Regions from separate parts of the Sus scrofa genome. Here region 2 is linked to region 1. Evidence: chromatin contacts called from public Hi-C data. All regions are on one chromosome and are shown on one strand. The core of a region is the stretch at or near the end of the contact, and the rest is flanking DNA. Distances in the headings are between cores, read along the strand shown. Region 1 holds the start of UBE2QL1 (ubiquitin-conjugating enzyme E2Q-like protein 1). Region 2 has its middle 350 kb from the start of ICE1.

Region 1 (6,546 bases), core at 484-2,983:
GTCAGTCCTGGAAAGAAGCAGGCACCAGGCCTTTCCCTGACCAGAGTCTGGTCTTGTCACTTAAGTACCATTCAAACCACACCTCCGCCTTTCCCGTGAAATTTCTCAAGAGCAAAATTTTCGCTTCGCACTAGGTGATGTTTTGGAGGAAGCAGAGCAAAGGGGCAGATTCACCAGCGGGAGCCTGGCCCTCCGCAGAGCTCCCCACTTACAGAGCCCTCCCGAAATGCTGCGGGGGGGGGGAACCTTTGTGTGTGTGGCCGGACAGGAGCCATAAACTAGGCTGGACTTTTAGATTCTGAGGTCCACGCAAAGTTCCACTCTGCGGGAGATGACAGGGACAGTTGGTGGGGAGAAACCAAGGCGGGGGGGGGGCGGTAGAGGGAAATGGGAGGGGTGGGGGAGAGGAGACGGGGGGGGGGGCCGAGATGGAGGAACGTGGGGAGGTGGCGAAGGGGGGAGGGCAGGGGGAGAGGCGGGCAGCGGGTTAGGACTTGAGCACAGAGGGTAGAGGGGTAGAGTGAGAGGGGGCATAGGGGAGAAAGCGGAGGAGAAAAGGGCGAGGAGGGTGTTCGGGGAGGGAGAGGGCACATCCTAGAGGGATGGGGAGAGGGAGCAAGAGGGAGACCCGCAGGGACTGGGCAGCGCACGCGGGATGCAGAGGTGGAGAAGGAAGAAGGCGCTCCCGGAGGACAAGTGGAGGCGCCGGGAACGTCGCCCCTTCGCAGGCAGGTTTGGAAGGAGCGCCGCGCGCACCAGGGGCGAGCGCAGCCAGCCCCGCGCGCCCAGCCCCGCGCGCCGCGCGCGCCCCCAGCCCCCTGCCCGCTTACCTGGCCCTTGACCAGGCTGGCGGCGAACTGGCGCATGACGGCCTCCACGGTGTAGGCGCTGGACCAGCCGCGCGGCGTGAGCAGCTCCATGCAGATGGCGCCGCCGTCCAGCACGTAGCCGTTCTCCAGGCGCGGGCTGAGCACCCGCATGAAGGGCGGCGAGAAGGGGAAGTTGTCGGGGAAGGTGAGGTTGAGCAGGATGAACTCGGTGTTGGTCTCCTTCATGTCCTGCCACAGCACCGAGTCCTTGTCCACCTGGTGCAGCTTCACGTTCCAGTCGAAGAGGCTCTCGTCCACCAGCTCCACGGAGATGAAGCGGTCGCTGAGACGCGCGATGTCCTGCAGCTCCTTCATGAGCCGCCGGCTGCGCACCTGCGTGCAGTGCTGCTGGCGCGCCGCGGGCACCAGGCTGCCGCCCCCCGCCGCCGCCGCCGCCGCCGCCGCCACCGCCGGGCCCGGCCCCGCCCTGGCGCCCGCCGCCCGCTCCCGGGGGCCCCCGGCGCCCGCCGCCCCCGCCGCCCCCGCCGCGGGCTGCGGCGGCTTGTCGCGCGGGCCAGCTCCGCCGCGCGCTTGCTCTTGCCCTTGCCCGGCCCGGGGCTGGCGTCGCCCGCGCCCCCGGCGGGGTGCTGCTGCTGGGGCTTGTGGCCGCCGCTCTTGGCGCCGCCCTTGCCGCGCAGCGACGCGCTCTGCTGCCGCCGCCGCCGCCGCCGCCGCCGCGGTGGTTGTGGTGGTGCTTGGGGTCCTCGGTGTCCCGGTTGTGCAGGCGGATGAGCCCGATTTTGCGGAGCAGCGTGGCCATTTTAGGCTCGGCGCCGGCGGAGAGCTCCCCTAGGCTCCTGCTCCCGGATCCCGAGAGCCGGGGCGGGGTGGGGGTAGGGGGCGCGGGGCGGCAGCGACCGGCGACCACTCAGCGGGGCGCGGCGCGGGCCACGCCGGGCGCCGGCGGCCGTGGCGCAGCCGAGCGGGCAGCACGCGCGCTCGCCGGCTCCTGGGTCGCCGCTGTCATATGACGGGGCCCGCTCTGGTTCGGGCTCCGGCCGCCCGGGAGGGGAGGCGTGGAGGGGACGCGGCGCGGCTGGCCGTCCACTGGCCGATCCCTGGACGCAGCCCCGAGAGCCCGGTGTCCGCGGTCCTTTGTGCGCGGCCGCAGCCGGGCTAGCTTCGAGTCCGAGCGCCGCGCCGGGGCGCGCAGAGCCGTCCGCAGCGCCCCGGAGGCAGCGAGGTGGCCGCGGGCTCGCGCCGTGCGCGCCCGCCGGGCCGTGCCGCGCTGGCGGCTACTGCGGGGCCCGGGCCGCTGCCGCTGCCGCTGCCGCTCGCGTCGCCGCCGCCGCCGCCGCTGCGGCTGCTGACATTGCAGAGGCGGCTGCTCGGTCTGAGCCCAGCGCGGCGCGGAGGGGGCGGCTCGGCTGGCGGGGGGGGGGGGGGTGGGGGGGCGCGGGGCGGAGCCGCGGGCCTGCCTGCGCCGTGCCGCCCCCGCCGCCTGCCCGCCCGCCCGCCTGCCGCCCGGCTCCCGCGGCGACACGCTAGCGGCCGCTGGGGGGAGACATCGGCGCGCGCCCGGGCGGCCGGGCGCCGGGCTGCGAGGTAGCGGCGGGGGGAGCCGGCAGAAGTGGGGCGAGGGTGGGGAGTGGGGTGAGAAGGGGCTCGCGTGTGCGCAGGTTAATGAGGATCTCCATGGCTCCCGGTCCTTCTGCCCGGGATCCAGGCTCAGCCCCCGGCCCGGCCTCCGATCTCACTTAACCTGGTTAGAAAAAGCCGGAGGGGAAGGGGTGTCGGAGAAGAGTGGAAAGCAACCTGTTTATTGATTCCCTCGCACCCGATGGAGCCCGGTGTCCTACACTGTAACCCTGGGCCGGGGTCTGGGGAACCAGCGCTTTCCCAAAGACAGAGCAAAGAATCAGGGCCTGGGGATGAGGTCGCGGGAAGCATCCCCGCGGCAACCTCGAATCACGACGTTAAAGGGTGAATTCACCCCTGCGGCCGGGCCAGCTCCTCTGCAGCCCGCCACGCCGGAGGGTTCCTGAGTTCCGAAAAGGGGAAGACGCAGCCGCGGGGCATTGGCTTGCGCGGCGGGGGAAAAGCGTCCAGTGCTGGCGCCAGCGGATGCTCAGGGCGCGCGGCTGGGCTTCTGAGGCCCCGGAGTCCCCATTACCCGCGGGTGACCTCGGGGCCCGCCGCGGAAGGAGTGGGGATCCTCCCTCAGCCTGGACACTTTCATCACGCGTCTCCCTTTCTGCCTTTAACCGATTGAAACTTATTTTTATCTGGTGAAATTTCAAGCACAAAGCACGTTTAGAGCCCAGAAGCTGGAACATCCTGGCAGGAGGGAATCAGTTTGCAAGAATCGCACTGCTGCGCACGGTCCCGAGTGCGTGGCCCAAGTGCGCAGTGGGGAGGAGTGGTGACCACCGCGGCCATGTAGGAGGAATCACCCCCAAAACCGAAATGGCTTAGGACGGACCCCAGACTTCCCCGCGGTTCCTGGTTTGGCTTTCACCTTGAGAAGCCTCTAAGTCTATCACCAGACCTTGTTCACGCTGCTGTCACCGTGACAATTGTTTTTAAACGTCTTTACCGGTTTACCGTCTTTTTCCAAATTATCAAAGATGAGTTCACTGTGAAAAATAACTCTTCAGGCCACTGCGGAGATAGCGCAGACCTAACGGGTTTGGTTTTCTGGCCTTGTCTCCCGGAAGAGCAAGGGGCCAGCCAGGCCTCCAGGGCTTGTGGCAAGTGCTTTCACCCTGGGACACCCGCCCCTGGATTGGCCGCTGTGCCGCCAAGGTGCCTTTTCTCAGAGGCTGTTTTCCAGTGGGTGGGATTGTTGGGCAGGGCAGCGGCTTGGGCAGGCTGGAAGGCTGGTGACCATATCTGGGCTGTAGCCAACGGAAATCTAGCTGACCTGGTCTCATGGGCTTTTTTGGGCACCCTGTTCTCTCCAGCTCTGATTTTTAAAGAGGTGTTGAGCAGGATATGACAATGCCTATCCGTTCCCCGAGTTCATTTAACCTCTGGGAAGAGGGATTCAAGAAGATCCAGAGGTGACAGGCAGGCATAAATGTTTCATCATTTCGCGGCCACAGAAGCGTCTTGGGTTTTATCTGACCCACTTTGTTGGTGAAGAAATTGCGTTTCAAAGAAGCGCAGCAGTTGGCGCAGCTCAGCCATGCGCTGGGACCTGTAGCCTGGTCCCTGTGTCCTCATGCCTGCACTGGGGTTGACCAGTTGCCCGGGACAGTGGCCTGCATTGCGGGGTTATTGTTGGGGTGGGGTATCAGTCCCAGTCCAGGAGGTGGAGGTGAGAAGGCCTCCTCTGCAGGTGTGGTCATCATGCCACAGACCAACTGACCTTGGGGGAGGCCTTGGAGAAACGTTTCCTGTGCGAAGCAGGTGTGTCATGCAGTGTGGCTTGGGAATGGCTTGGCTGAAATCCCAGCAGCTGTCTGCAAGGCCTTTAGTTCTGATTGGAGAATCACTAGGTTGATCATATAATTTATTCTCTAAATGCAGGGATTTTTTTGGTTTTTGTTTCGAGAGTGAAAGGATCAGGTCATACCGATGCTGCAACAAGAGGCCAAAACAGGACTGTCAGGTGAGATCGTGGCTATCTTATTTATCATCTACCTGTCACATTTTCAGCATCTCTGATCAACTCTTGAGAGGGCTAAAGGCAAATGCTAGCTAAAAATTGGAACCAACCTAAACTGACAATAACAGGGGACGCGGTAGGTAAATTATACCTAATCCACTTGAGAGAACATTTTATGCGGCAATAATAACATTTTAGTTCTGAAGATTTTATAGTAAAATGAAAATATTTAGGAGCCACACAATAATTGTAATTGTAAGTAAGAAAGCAGAGTGCAAAATTATACCCATATTTTGGATCTCTGATGTCACCATACTATAGCTACCACGACAAAAATATATGCATAGGAACAAAGACCAGAAGGAGGAAATTTGAAAGGATAACAATTATTATACTAGCACAGGTTAAGTGTTCTCGACTTACCCTCTCCTCACACCTCCAGCCCAGAAACCACAAATATTTGCTTCAGAGATGGGTTGGTAGCCTCAGGGGTAGGAAGAAGGGCCTCCTCTGTCTCCTATCCCAGGAGATTCTAGAAAGTTCCACGTCGACAGTGGAGTGAATGGGTACCTACAGCCACGTGGAGAGGTTACATTTTGTTGTTAAAATGATTCTCCTTTATTTGCTTTTCAAACACTCCAAAAAGAAAAAAAAAAAAAGCTGTTAGCCAGTTTTTAGAAATTAGCTTATTGGCAGTGAAGTTTACAGCATTAGGACAGTTGAACCGAGAGTGTTTAGTAAAATAAAGTAATCTCTAAGGACGGCTATGGATCTCTAGCTCCGCCTCCCTTCTCCGGGGTGGGAGGGGAATGGTCAGGAGTCTCTGCAGAGAGAGCCCAGGCCAGTCTGCCAGGAAGGGGAGGAAGGGAGGCTGCTTATCACAGTCGCAGATCATCTGGCAATTTCGTTGTGCCTCCCAGTGATGCTCCCATGAGGGGCCGGCTTTCTCCACTTGCAGTTTTTACAAAGAGGTGCGGAACTGGGTTTGCCCAGGAGGCTTTGTCTCAAAGGACTGCATCCCAATTTTTTTCCAGTGGGTCCTATTTCTCTAGGGGCCCCAAAGCTCATAAAGGCATCAACCAGAGCAGCTCCAAATATCAGCCCCCAGTTCACACATATGGGTTATTTCCTTGAATGAAGGCGTGAAGTTCGCTGGTAATACTCAAAAGCATTTTGTCAGAAGCCGTCACTGGAAGGCAGCAGAGTGTGGATCTCTGATGTCACGAGGTCACAGGACCCTTTATGGCCTTCGTTCTTCCGTCATCAAAGCCAGCGCTTAGGTGGCATTTCATATCTCGTGTCATCCTAAGCGTTTTATGTATGTGTGTGTCTGTGTGTGTATATATATATATATATATATTCACTTCATGATCATTAAAAACCCTTAAGAAGGTAAGGTGTGTATCCCTATTTTATTTATTTATTCATTTATTTATTGCTTTTTACGGCCACACCTGAGGCATATGGATGTTCCATGACTAGGGGTCATATCAGAGCTACACCTGCTGGCCTCGGCCACCACCACAGCGACTCGAGATTGGAGCCATGTCTGTGACCTACACCACAGCTCATGGCAGTGCTGGATCCCTGACCCCCTGAGCAAGGCCAGGGATCGAACCCACGTCCTCAGAGACACTAGTTGGGTTCATAACCCACTGAGCCACCACAGGGACTCCCTATCCCTGCTTTATAGAGAAATTAACTAATCCAAAATAATGCAGGGACTAGTCAGGGAAGCCAGGATTCCAACCCGGACCGACAGCTTCAGGTGGTGCTCCAACATGGCTCTGCAAACACCTGCTGCAGGCAGTCACTGCCGAGACAGCAGGGAAGCAATCCTGCCCTCCTGGCCCTGGGTTCCAGGGACCCCATCTCCACTGCCCTCCGAGCTCTGAGTAGTGAGCTGCTCTAGCAGGGGCTGAGCAGAGAGTTTGAGGACCTCCCTCCTCCCCTGCAGCGGATGCCCGCGTTATTTTGTTCTTTAATGAAAACTCGCCTTTCCTTTGACAGCATGGACCCTGGAAGTCTCAGCAGGGAGGTCCTGCTCGGAGTCATAGGAGGTGGTGGGGGAGGGGGCCTGGAACCCTGGCCTGATGCCGGTATCATTATAGGGTCTGATCAGGAACA
Region 2 (6,986 bases), core at 3,985-6,484, 440 kb after region 1:
TCTCTCTCTCTCACACACACACACATACACACACACTCACTCAGTCCATCCTCCGTTATCCACGTTGTCCAGTGAGGACCACAGATTGGCATGTTTACCGCTCTGCTGTATCCTGGTAGATGAATAGACAGATGGCAGATCAGTGGGATAGAGAGACGACCGACAGAGGAGAGATGTGCAAGTAAGTGAGCAGATGCAGGGAGATGGACCCCCGCACAGAAAAGGATGAGCAGCCACAGGGTTGCGGTGGAACTGGTGAGCCCTTCTCTGCCTTAGTTACCCACCAATTTGAGTTCTCCTGCAGCCGACTTTGAGACCAGGCTTTGGGTGAAAGTGGTTCACTTGGGAGGTGAGAGAGTGGGGAAGGGAGAGAAGGCCAGGGCAGGGTGCACTCCTGAGCGAGTTACAACCCAGGAAAGCTGAGACTCCATTCCCCGGGGCTCCGGGGCCAGCGCAGACTGCTCTGTGGGCTGAGAAAGAGGGTACTTACCCACCGCCTCCCAGCTTCCGTCCTCTGGAGGCTGCTCTCAGGCGCTGACTTGCTGGCTCTGTCGGTCTCAGGTGCACACCTGAGATCCTAGAGAAGAGCCAGGGATGGAACCCCAGGCACTCTGGGAGGAGAAGGGGTGTGAACTGAAGAGAGAGGATGTCCGGGAGTCTGAGCAGGGCCATCCGTTTTATGGCAGGACCCTCCTGGGCTCCGGCCAGATCCTGCGAGTCCGAGTTCTTTCCTCCCCATCATGAGACATTCTGTTGTGTCCTGTTCCTTCCACATCTGCAGCCACGCTCACAACTGCTCCTTCCTCTCTTCTCTCCAGCCCTCAGAGCCTGGATCAGACCCTTGCCGTTCTTAACCAGCCTCTTCCAATGTGTTACCCACACAACAGTGGTCCTACAACGTTCTTTGAGAAAAAGGCGTTCCTGGGATCGAATAACTTTTATAAATTCTGCCTTATCTTTTCCTCCTTGGAAATTCTCAGTCAGCAGCTTTTTTTAATGTTTAATTTTGTTTAATCTACTATCAAAATAGCCTTATTATAAGTGATATAATGATATAAAATTGATAACCCATGGATCTCAGTTGAGGAAGTACTAGGTTATTGTAGTAGCTTAACTTGTATGTCTGTTACCTCTTCCCCTTCCAATACATATTACAATAATTTTTTTGGCTTTTTAGGGTCACACGTGTGGCACATGGAAGTTCCCAGGCTAGTGGTCAAATCAGAGCTGCTGCTGCCGCCCTACACCACAGCCACAGCAATGCAGGATCCAAGCCACGTGTGCAACCTACGCCATAGCTCACGGCCACACCGGATCCTTAACCCACTGACTGAGGCCAGGGATCAAATCTGAGTGCTCATGGATACTAGTCGGGTCTGTTACCACTGAGCCACAGTGGGAACTCCCACATTACCATAATTTTTATACCACATTCAAGCTTTACATCTAATAATTCCTGACATCCCTTCGAATATAGTGTACTTAGGTAAATGATACTGTTCAATTTCCCATTTGTTACCTATGATCTTCTCCATTCATTCTTGGTTTATTATTTATTCATCTATACATCAACAAGTCTTTTCTGACATGCAATTATCCCAATGTTTTAAAAACAGTGAAATAAAAACCTTCTCACCCTTTGCTAACATTTCTTTGTGCTCTGGCTAAATGGACTGTACTTCCTGCAAATGCCTGTTTGTTTGATCATCTTACTCTTATTCATTCATTCAACTGATACTCGGATGCCAGTAAAACACACATGAATGAGCTGTCATATTTTTACTTGAAAGTCTCAGGTATGAGGGGGTCTTTATTCTCAATCAGCTCCTTGGGGGGAGCTGTATCTTTTGCCACTTTTATGGAGTCTACAGATCAATGTCTCTTGACCTCTATAGACCAGGATCTTTGAAGACCAGAAGACTGGCCACTGACCAGCCTGCAGACATGGGGTCCCAGAGTTTCCCAGTGGAAGGAAAAGTATCTGATTATCACTTGCTATCGGAGGTGCCTGCCCACACATACTGGTGACTTCCTGGTTGGCATTTCACGAAACATATAGCTCTTTAAATTGGGGATGCAAAAGAAACTTTTAAAGGACCCATTAGTCTTGTGAGACAGGCCCAAGATCTGTCATGAGTAGGAACAGTGATGAGAGAAAACTCAGGCAAAGGTCTCATTTCCATTCCCTACCCTTAGCTGGAAATGAAAAGAATAAAATACAATACCCTTGAATTTCGAGAAAGAGAGAGAGCCATCCTGACTTTGAATCACTAAAGTGGCTTTTCGAGCAAATACGTACCATTTCTGAGGCTACGGTGAGAAGGATAACTCAGTGCTGGGCACTCTCTCCTCCCACAACAAAGCAGCCCATCCGGCTCAGAACTTGCTGGTGTCACAGTCAGCTCCACCTACTCGCTGTTTAATCTGCCGGCTGATAACACAACTCTGGGGGCATCTGGGAGCTCAGAAGAGCAGGTTGCCAGGGAAATGAGAGAAATCCCACAACCACACCAAGAGCTCATGCTGGACCAGACTGAGCACGCACATGAGCGGTGCTGAGCGGGACCGCATCGCAGTTCCCATTCCATCACCTCGGAAGGTCACAGCACCCTTGCTCAGGGTCCAGAGGGAAATGCACACGTTAAAGATTTTCCCAGGAAGGTGGGCGTGGACTAGGGTCTGCCTACAAGGTAGGTCTCAGATGAATTCAATTTGGGCGAGTTTGCCTGTCATGGTTTTAAAGATGTTCCGAAGGCAAGAACCTCAAACAAAACGCTAACTGGGGTCAGTCATAGACAAGCCCTCCCGGGAACACTGAGCCACACCGATGAATCCTGGAAGTTGTGGCTTTGGGATAGTCCCCCGGAAAATCAAGAACTTGGACTTATTCTCTCATGGGTTTCTGAAAAATTACCAACTGGCTGCTATACTATTTCCATGTCTCTCACATCCCTCTCCAGAGAGAGAGCGCGATAAGGAATCTGGCTCTTTTTGAGAAATGGATGACTGCTACGGGCTCATAATGAGAAAGCTAATAAAGAAAGAATTTTTAGCAGGATAAGTGGCTTCTTGAATAAAAGATCCCTTTATTACTTCATGAATCACAGTTAAAAGCTAATGTCATGAAGCTGAGGAATTGTCTGCAGTGCAAAAAAGAAAAATTTAAAAAGTGGGAAACTTCTCAGGATGTTGGCTGCTGGTGCAGTTTATTAGAACTAAACCAAGAAGCTTACTGAGATTGCCGCTTTATCTTAGGGAACAAGAAAGCCAAGTGTCCCCTTTGTGTCACTGACATTAATACCCAGACACATTTCTGATGCCACATTTGGCCTGTGTTGTATAGTTATTGCTAAAAATAGAGACACCCAACACTTGGTTACTGCACAATTCATCACTAGCGACATAGGATAGGAAAAGAACCAACCAACCAACTAACCCAACAAAAACCAGGAGCGCTGGGGGAACTAGGGAAGGAAGAGCAGAATTACTGGGGAGTTGCGGGGGGAGTGGGGGTCTGGCCCAACCAATGCTTCCATCTGGACTCCGTTTTTCCGGCGTTTCCGACGACCTGCCCGAATTAACCAGGAGTAGAGCGACCTGCACACCTGCTGAGAAGTGGTATATGCCCAGGGTGAGAGGACAGTGGTTCTCACGAGGAGCGGTCCCCCGGGGCTCGTTGGGGTCCGAGGAGCGTGCCCGCGGCACAGCACTGATTGGCACGAGCAAAGGGCAGTTCCGACACTGAACAGTTGGCAAAGGCCACCACCAGCGCCAGGAGCCGCAACCAGACTGCCGCGCGCGCCCTCTGCCGGCGGAAGCGAGAGCCGCCGGCCTGGGCTTCGAGAGGGCGGGGCCGGCAGGACTCGTGGGGGCGAACGACCGAGCAACAGGCAGGTTTTCCCAGAGACTCCTTTGCAGCCTTTGCAGCTGCGCCTGCATATGCGAACTGCTTTGTCCCCTTTCAGAGCGCGGCCTTGGGGGAGGGGCGCCTCTGCAAATACTGCTGACAACCTTGAGGGAGGATGGGACCTGGGAAGACGGGCGGGAGGAACCTCCCCTTGCCTGGCCTCTGCTACGTGGAAAGTCGCACCTTCCCCTGGAGGGCATCAGCCGTGGGCATCTCGGTCCACCAGATCACCTAAAAACCAGCCGTGCTACCCATGGGACCCGGCCCCTCTGAACAGAGGGCTTTGCTTCTGCCTTTGGAGCCGCCCCCTGAACTGAGAGCCCGCCTGGCAGGGAGGGAAGGAGGCAAGCCCTGCCCAGTGGTACCTTTGCAGGGGAAACGCCCCAGGGCACCTCCCTGGCCTTCTGGCTGCTTTGTCCCCCAGGTACCCAGGGCAGCCGTGGCCCACCTGGGCGTTCATCCAGTGTTTGGGGTGGGGGGCAGTTAATGAGCAAGAGAAGAGAGAATCTGTCACTCACACAAGCCTCCCAGGTCTTGAGGCGGAGCCCCGCATCCTAGAAGAAAGAAGGGAGGGAGGGAGAGAGGGAGGAAGTTGCTGCTCCATCCCAGCAGCCATCAACTCGGTTGTAACCCTCCCCGTGTGAAGACAGAACTTCGCAGGCTCCTAGGGAGCACGGAGAGAAGCTGAGATCTGTAAACTGTGAACGGAGCGGCTCAGCCCAGCGGTGCTGTGGTCCCCGTCCCGTGTCCCCCCATCCCGTGGGTCTCCCGTCACAGCCGATTGGACCCCTAGCCTGGGAACCTCCATATGCCACAGGTGCGGCCCTAAAACAAAAAAAAAAAACAAAAAAATGTATTTTTAAAATAAAATAAAAACAAACCCTTACTTGTAGAGTAGGAGCCTTGGCTTGAATGATTGGATAAGGAGGGAGTGCGGGAAAGGGAAGGAAATAGAAAAAGAGAAAGAAAAAGGAAGAGATGAGAGAGGGGTTGACGGAATTTATGGATTGGGGAGAAATGGCCCGTGCTTCACGGGCAGTGGGAGAGCCCCTGGATTCTCCACCAAGTCCAGACAATGCTCAGGGCAGGGACCCAAGCCCAGCAGAAAGGGACTCAGCCAACCTCCCTTTGCTTTCTCTGCCAAACCTTTGTTCTGCAGGTTAACCTGTGGGGATGGAGCCGTGTGACTCCCCACTGTTCCTGCGTCAGGGGAGTGGGTGCCAGAGCAGAGCCTGCGCCTGCGGGGAGGGATGACAGGTGCCTGGCAGGGCGAGAGCCTGCCCTTTGGAAAAGCTCCTGGAAAGCCGCCTGGCTGCTGGTCCCCTCCCCACCAGCCCAGCATCAGGATCGGCAAGCTGCCCCCAAGCTCGGCCAGTCTGCCGTGGGCAGGCTGACACCGTGCGCCCTGCCCAGGCCAACTGTGCCTGTTCAGCTGGGAGCACAGCCTGTGCTGGGCTTTGCAGTCTCAGGTGGATCAGAAAGCAGCTGTTGCCTTTATCCAGCTCTTAAAATGATGCCCCTGCAGCCTCTCCTATGACAGAAAAAGGCAATATCCACTCCATTGGAGAGACTGAGAACAGACTACTTACCCCAATTAAAATGTTTTCCTATAAACCTGGGTAAGTTACTGTATTATGATGTCTAGGGGAGACACATGGCGTCTATGCAATACGCAAATCACAGGAGACGGTACAATTGGTTTCTCCAATCCCAAGGCCCTTTCACCATCGCTTATCACAGAAGCAGAAGGTGGGACTTTGAAGAGAGAAGTACTGCGTTCTCTCTCTACTGTACACATTGGGTTTTTCTTTTCTTTCTTTAACTTTTTAGGGGCTGCATCTGCAGCATATGGAGGTTCCCAGGCCAGGGGTTGAATTGGAGCTGCAGCTGCCGCCCTACCCCACAGCTCACGGCAACGCCAGGTCCTTCACCCACCGAGTGAGGCCAGGGATTGACTCACATCCTTGTGGGGATGACTTTGGGTCCTTAACTCACTGAGCCAGAAGGGGAACTCCACGTTTTGTGTTTCTTACTGCTCTTCTTTATCAGTAAAGAGGATGCTATACCTCACTTCAGAAGAGCATGCGCGTGGGTCATTTCTAATAGGACACAGTGGATTTGGGTCGATTCTGGGTGGGTTCCCCAGGTGGATAGAGAAGTCAACATTTTCTAAAACCATGGGCAGAATTAGGTTTATTTTTTTCCTACACAGGGGAGCAAAACCCTTTGGTTCCACTGGCGCGGGGGGTCGGGGGGACACACAGTGGGGCCAACTCTGACTCTTAGCATATAGATCTTTGAGAGCTGGCCACCACTGTATCCTTGGGGAATGTCCTCAAAGTTTGGTGGGGGGCTGTAGGCATGTGGGATGGACTCAAGGATGTGAGCAGCTGGCTGCGGGGGTTCCAGGTGTCCCCCCTACAGGGAAAGCAGGGGAGATCCCCCTTCCAGCTGCCTCTCGCTGCCCCATCTGGGCTTCTTTGTTCAGCATCTACTTGGGGACTGAGACCTGGGCTGAGGTCCTCACTTGCTGCCCCTTCCCTTGGCTGAGATTTGGCCTTGATGGACGTGGGTCTTTCCGTGTCTTTCAGCTGCTGAAAGCCCCCTCTTGATGCCCTTCACCAAAGAGCAGACGGTGATGCAGCAGAGCATGAAGAATGGACAAACTGGACCTGAAAGGGGCCCGTTATGCTTTCCAGCCTCCTGCAGGTGCCAGACATGACATTTCTGCTTGAACTACCAAAGGGCTGAGCACCCACGCCCTGGCATTTGTTAGAGGACACGCCCAGGTGGTTTCACGGCTTGCCCAGGACCTTTCCAAGCCAGCTGAGTGTCACACCCTGGCTGGGAAAGATTATTTTCCAAATGGAACCTTGGCACCCTGAACAATCTCATTTATAAGCTTGGGCCAAGTGTTATGTGTATTGTGATAATTATTTTCTATTTCTGGCCACTGCTGAGGTAGCTCCTTGTCTTTATAAATCAAACATACTGGAAGCATACACCCCATCCAACTTCTGCTCCCCAAATCCCACACCTTGCAGACGCTTTTTGGCATCCTTTGGGGGAAGGACTGTAA

The links. Hi-C and Micro-C count contacts between places; a contact is called where the count stands out from the background.
Region 2: a contact with region 1 is called in a Hi-C map of subcutaneous adipose tissue, with 3 times the contacts expected there. The contact joins the enhancer-like site here to the promoter of UBE2QL1 in region 1. A contact is called at or near these places in 1 of 5 promoter capture datasets (liver) and 15 of 47 Hi-C or Micro-C datasets (alveolar macrophages, brain, embryonic fibroblasts and 10 more).

What each region holds. Positions count from the first base shown.
Region 1 is chr16:75,472,773-75,479,318 of Sscrofa11.1, forward strand. UBE2QL1 (ubiquitin-conjugating enzyme E2Q-like protein 1) reads right to left here and starts at 1,734. Exons shown (of 4, transcript XM_021076776.1): 1 at 1,525-1,734; 2 at 1,384-1,522; 3 at 831-1,381. The coding sequence starts at 1,629.
Region 2 is chr16:75,904,722-75,911,707 of Sscrofa11.1, forward strand. No RefSeq gene overlaps it. Among named protein-coding and RNA genes, the nearest start is that of ICE1, 350 kb to the right of the region's middle. Within about 2 kb of position 5,235, at least 8 of the 83 cell types and tissues checked have an H3K27ac peak or open chromatin away from gene starts, as enhancers often do.